Regions from separate parts of the Ovis aries genome. Here region 1 is linked to region 2. The links are chromatin contacts, called in public Hi-C maps. All regions are on one chromosome and are shown on one strand. The core of a region is the stretch at or near the end of the contact, and the rest is flanking DNA. Distances in the headings are between cores, read along the strand shown.

Region 1 (3,235 bases), core at 667-3,166, 150 kb before region 2:
CCTACACTTCCTGCAGCCCAATGCTCCAAAACATCACAAAAGGATCCAATATATGTCTATGTGAATTTAAATCAATGCGTCATTCTCGTGGTCCTTGAATTTGAGGCCTCATCTCTAAACCTGGTGTGTTAAGCATTAAGAAGCAAATGGCAGTAGGTATTTAAGGGCAGGAGTTTGTTCAGAGCTTGTAAAAATCACTCCAGGCAAAGGCAGGCCAGAGTGACCTGCCCAGATCACAAAGGTCCAGCAGGCCAGAGCTGCCCACGTGCAAACTCTGTTGTCAGGTCCCCCAGCGCCGCCCCACTCACTGAGAACCACAGTCATGTTCTCCGGGACAGATAAAAAGCCAAACAAGATTTAAGTCCCAGGACACATTAGCGATAGTCTATGTACCAAGGAACCCCTTGCTCCTCCTTCAACATAACTAATTTTGAATAATAGGAAATAAATCTGGGTCAATTTTTTGGAGCTGTAAATCCAGACTCGGTAACTCTGACCTCCATTAACTTAGCTAGTATTTCAAATTCCATTGTAACAGTTGCTCTGACTCTTTGGGGGCTAGGAGGCAATCCAAGTAACCCAAGAGAAGTATTTCTTTCACATGCCTCAAAATCACCACTCCAGAAAGAATGTGCAGGGGGTGGGAGGGGGAGGCTGGAGCAAAAGACACTCTTTAATGTGTGGTCCCTTCCTCCTAACTCCTGCCTCTATTGCTTCTTCCTCATCCTTAACCTTTATGTCCCTTCAGCTGATGCTTGAGTCTCTTCTATAATGTTTCCATATTATTTTCAGGACCCTAGGATGATCAGGAGACCAGACCCTACTTACAGATAGCTTCCAGTCTAGCTGGAAAGACAGATCATTAAATAAGCAATCGTAGTAATCTTAGAAAGTGCTGTGCTAACTGAGGTGTCAGAAGTTATGGGAAAATCCCCTTCTGAGGGAGTGGGAGTGGAGACTTCAGAGAGGAAGCGATGATTCAGGAGGTGTAGGAGTAGCCAGGTGAAGTGTGAGAGTGAGAGTGGAGGAGAGCGTTCTGGAAGAGGGAATGACGTGGGCAAAGCTCCAGAAGGGAGAGAAGTTTGACACACTGGAGGAAGTGGAAATTCTGTCTGGAGACTCAGACTGAGGAAGCTAAGACCAGGTCAGGAGGAACTGGGTGGCAGAAAGCAATGAGAAGCCCCTGAGCGAGGGGCAGTGATCTGGGAAGTTATCTGATCAATTTGACATTCAGAAGCTGGCCAACGTGGAGAACGGACTGGAGGGACAGGAAGACTACAGCCAGGATAACATGTTAGAAAGATGTCAACGGACTCCGCAGTCACTGCTTCAGTCCCTCGGACCGCAGCAAGTCTGCTTTCTCTGGGCAGAGCTGAGTCAAACTCAGAACTCCCCTGAGGACCTGGAAATGCTCCTTCACATGGTGCCTCTGGTCAGACTCACTGATCGGGCACATTCTAATCCAGCTGTTATGTCTTCCCCATGGTCTCCGTGTTCCTGAGAAAGGAGTAAATTCCACGTGAAACATCACCAGTTCTTTCAGCTCTTCCACAGGTGACACTGTTTAACCAACCCTAAGGTAGATGGAGGGTCCAGGCCTCACACAGCCTGGCAGTTTACCTCTAAATTGACTTGTTCACATATATCTCTTTTGCTGTGTGGGTCCTGGGACTGAAAAGCATACCCAAGGTGTTCTGTGACTAAGACAAGGGTAGAGAAGGCTTTTCACCTCCCGTGGAGAGACCACCAGTTCTCTGGAAGTGGGCCGAGCGCTGGCAAGGTTCCTTCTCCATTAGTCACACCATCCCTGGTTTTCAGCTGCCCGCACCACTATTCCAAGTAAAGGTGACATGTCCCCACGACACCCGCAGCTAGGGGTGACCAGGTGACTAAGGCTTACGTGGAAGTGTTGTGAGAGACTTCTGGAAGGAGTCCTTTAAGAGAGGGGCAGTCCCTGCTGCCGCTGTGGCCACCGCCTCCTTCCTGACTGAGCCTGGCACAGCGTTCTGGTCCCCCACATGGAAGCCACATGTTGCTGAGGCTGGGATAGCATTGAGGGGGTGCGTGGATCCCTAACACTGGAAAGTGCCTCCCTCTCCTGGGCCAACCTTTGGGACTTCTTTCATAAGAGAGAGAAACAAACATTTATGCTGTTTAACTTTCTGTGATTTTTGTGTTTTCTGTCACTCATAACTGAAGCTAAAGCTGACTGATACACATTCCTTACTTGAGATAATTTATCTTTATTACTGAAGCCTAAGAATTTGCTCCCCTCCCTACCACATCATGTTACGAAATGGCTTTTAGCCTTTTCCTTTTGATCTGCCGTTAAGTGGCATGCTTCTTCACTGGAATGATATGTTAAAAATCACTAGGAATCTTCAAAGGAAGACTTGGCTTCAAGGATGGACAAAAAGAGAGGTGAGGTATTACACTGGGGCCTCATTCCTCAAAGCAGTTGTACCCTCTCTAAGATCCAGGTTTCTGGGGCTGTGAGTCTAATGAACAAGAGATGATAAACTGAGCACTTCTTTTTCCATCATGTAGAACTTGTGCTGGGGAGACGTGAGGTGCTGTGGGGCTGTTGTGACTCCATTGTTTTGGAAATTTGTCAGTGCTTCTGTCTGAGGTCTCACTGGCCCCCTGTTACTCTAGTTTCCCCCACGTCCAAAGCCCTGCTGCACTCAGGATTGCTAAATCCAGCTCTGCTTAGTCAAAAAGGTTTCTGTTGACTCATGTGAATATGCATCACTGGAAAACCGTGGCAACATTAATTGGCAGAAAGCCAAACCAAACCAGAAGTCTTCACATTTTCTATAAAAGATGAATACAATAATGAATGCAAACATCCATGTATGTTTCATCAGTTTGGTCTAATGCCAAAATGAAGACCATCTCATTAGTCAAGGTTCAGCTTCTATTCCATACAGAAGAGTATCACTTATTAGCATAAAGACGCTGAAATTATTTCTTGAGGGATGAGTAGGGGAAGGGTGGTCAGGAATCAACTTGGATAAATGAAGAAATTAAAGTACTTTCTACATATCTGAGGCATTCTGTTATATTGTTATCACTGACTAGAAGATAGTAGTTAAAACATGAACCGTCAGTCACAATGTCATCTTGTAAAGGAAAGAACAAATCTGACTCCATATTAGATTTCTTTCTTTTCCATTAACCTTTGCATTCTGTTGCTTTTGCTACAGGTTAAGAATGTTGCTTATAGTCTGAAATA
Region 2 (2,796 bases), core at 12-2,511:
CGTGGGATGGTGAGGTGGTGGGAAGCTATAGCCGGTTAGCACAGGCAAATCTGCTTTTGACAATCTGCGCTCAGAGCTCAGGACCACATGAATAGAAGTCTTCAGAGGCTGGGGGCGGTGGGGCGGGGGGGGGGGCGCGTAGTGGAGAAGGTATGGGGGAGGGGAGTGAGTAAAAAGAGGGTGAGGAGAAAGAAGAGAAACCAATGGCAGAGGATAAGTTGGAAACAAACCCTGATCAACTTGCTCTAATTGTATTTGACAGCTCTGGAGAAGTTGGAGAGAGTTAGTGGGGATTCCCCCCAACCCGCCCCCCCCCAACACCAAGCTGACAAGAGGTACTTTGTAAACACACGATCTGGGGGTTAGAGCAGGAACTCAGGGATTGTCAAGCAAGAGACAGGAACAGACAGCAAAGGGAATTGTGAGAGGTATTAACAGAGAGCTGGACTCCCCCGTCACCTAGTCGTTTCCGAAGATTCTTTTATGGGGATGTTTCTGCAGAGGAACCCACATCTACCATGGTCTCTGTAACCCACGGCCTTTACTTTTCCGCAATTTTTTTTTTTTAAAGTGCTGTTTCAGAAGCTTTCTGAAGTCAATGTTCAAAACGTACAAAAATCAAACAGAGATTGTCTTTTGGCTTTTAATTTTTCCTCCCTTTCCCTTTGCTCCGGTGTTTCCTCCTCTTTGGGGGTGCTGTAGGATGTGGTCTTCTCCCCAAAGAGGGAGACAGCTTTTCAATTGTTAATGTCAGTAATTGGACTTCTGGACCATGCTTTTTTCTTCAGCTAATCCAATCACCGGTAAAATCCTCATTCCCTCTAAGGTTTCCCAGCCTTAAATGAAAGCAGTCTGAAGTCACTAGCCACTGAGAGAGAGATCCTTCAACACATTTTTTTTTTTCTTCTTCTTCTTTCCCGCTTACGTTTCTAGTCCTCACCCCCGGCTCGATTCTAATACAGTATCAAGAGAGACAAACTCTTCCGAGAGTAATTTACAAACGATGGTCAAACTTACAAACTTCCAGTAAATTGCACCGAGTCATGTCCAGCCACTTTTCTGTCCACTTTTGTACATTCCATCCCCGGCCAGTGGATCTGAGGGTCTGGACTCGCAATAAGCAATGTGGTTCTATCTCTTGGATTGCTCCGCTTTTAGAGATGGAAAAGAAAGTAGCCGGTCTTTTCCTTTCTCTTTTTCCCGTCTGTTGTTCGCCGCTGGGCTGACACTGGCTCCGCCGCCCGGAGTCACGGCGATACACAGGCTTTCATTGTGCTCCGATAGGAGAGGGAGAGAAAGAGAGAGAGTGAGACAGAGGGAGAAAGAGAGCCAGCGAGCTGCAGGGGGGTGGGGGACGGAGGGCGGGGGAGCTCTCGCCCGAGGCTCCCTGGTGGAAGGCGGGTGCCACTGCACGGGCGAGCGAGGCGGCCGGTGCGGGGAAAGGGGAACGCAGAGGGCCTCCCAGCGGCAAGAAGTGGAGGATCCCGAAGCCTGCGCATCTCGGCGTCGGCGCGCGCAGCTCGCACTCCGGCTCGGCTCGGGCAGGACGGCGGTACGTTGGGGAAATTCCCCAACCTCTACCCGACTACTTCACCAGCCCGAAATGGTGCAGAAATTCCCGGCCAGTGGATGTATTTTCCCTGCCAGACCTCAGGTTACGCTCCCCGCCTCCACCCCTCGAGGATATCACTTTCATTTTTCAGTATGTTGTCAATGACACCCCTGGGCACTCTAGCGAGAGCTGGGTGAACACGGAGGAAATGTTCCTGGGTGTCAGAAAAGGAGGCGTAGGGTGTGTGCGTACTGGGGGAAACGGAGGAGTGGGTGAAGAGAAGAAATTACATCATTAGCTCCTAAAGGGCAGGCGAGTGTCTACCTGCTAGCCTGTTTTGTCTGTCTCTGGCTAAGTCAATCTCGGTGATCATAAGCAAAATCAGTAAGAATAACTAAAATATTCTATCACGATGAAATTACAAATATCAGTTCTCAAAAAGGAAAAAAAAAGAACAAAAAATATTTTTCTGAAAATACAAGATTCCCTATGACAAACCTAATGCAAGATCTGGGGCCTTCACGGTAGTCTGTTTACATACATAAGGAGGAAAATCATTATGCAGCAGTCCAGTTTCAAGTTCACTAACACAAAACAAACACATCTCTGACACACATTGTTGTCTCATCTTCAGATAATCCTACCTTTAAGCTCTCAAAATGCATGTTGGATTCTGCTGATTACCATTTATGGAGGATAAACTAAAGTGAGCACAATATTGTTCTAGTCAGGACCATATAGTCTGTTATGCTCATTTGGAAGTCATTTGGATTTGAGGTGTCAAGCAGTGGGGCTTTGTTAATCTAAACCACCTCTCGCATTTCAGTTACAAGCTCCTGCTTCAAACTGAGCTGTGGATAGAAATGAGTAAGATCAGTGCAAACATTTATCTAGTTTAGTTCTCGATAGGCTGGTCTACATTAGTTCATTTTCACAAATTCTAGAATGTTATTTTGGGATTTGGGACAAGTGCCTTCTGATGGAATGTAACTTTTTTTTTACTTTTCATTGGAACATACTGCTGTCTGTCCCTTCCAAGGCTAAGTTCCTCATCACTCATGGAGAAAAGCAGAAATATCTTTAGGTATGCAAATCTGAAAGAACTCTCTCATGAGGTGTCATTAAAAAGGGAAGGGGTTCTGATCATTTTAGATTGGTTTTTAAAAAGGTGTATTCATTAGACATTACCTCGAGTTACTATCAGCACTTAATATATTCAGCAGTCACACTTGATAAGAAAAAAA

What was found. A called contact is a pair of places that touch in the nucleus more often than the background predicts.
Region 1: a Hi-C map of tail adipose tissue shows a contact between it and region 2, with 3 times the contacts expected there. The contact joins the enhancer-like site here to the promoter of MAML2 in region 2. A contact is called at or near these places in 2 of 16 Hi-C or Micro-C datasets (skin fibroblasts and tail adipose tissue).

Annotation. Positions count from the first base shown.
Region 1 is chr15:13,665,537-13,668,771 of ARS-UI_Ramb_v3.0, reverse strand. The region is part of intron 1 of MAML2 (mastermind like transcriptional coactivator 2); the gene reads right to left. Among named protein-coding and RNA genes, the nearest start is that of MAML2, 150 kb to the right of the region's middle. Within about 2 kb of position 1,916, at least 11 of the 54 cell types and tissues checked have an H3K27ac peak or open chromatin away from gene starts, as enhancers often do. A contact at or near this core is called in tail adipose tissue, where this site is marked.
Region 2 is chr15:13,511,051-13,513,846 of ARS-UI_Ramb_v3.0, reverse strand. MAML2 (mastermind like transcriptional coactivator 2) reads right to left here and starts at 1,261. Exons shown (of 5, transcript XM_015100757.4): 1 at 1-1,261.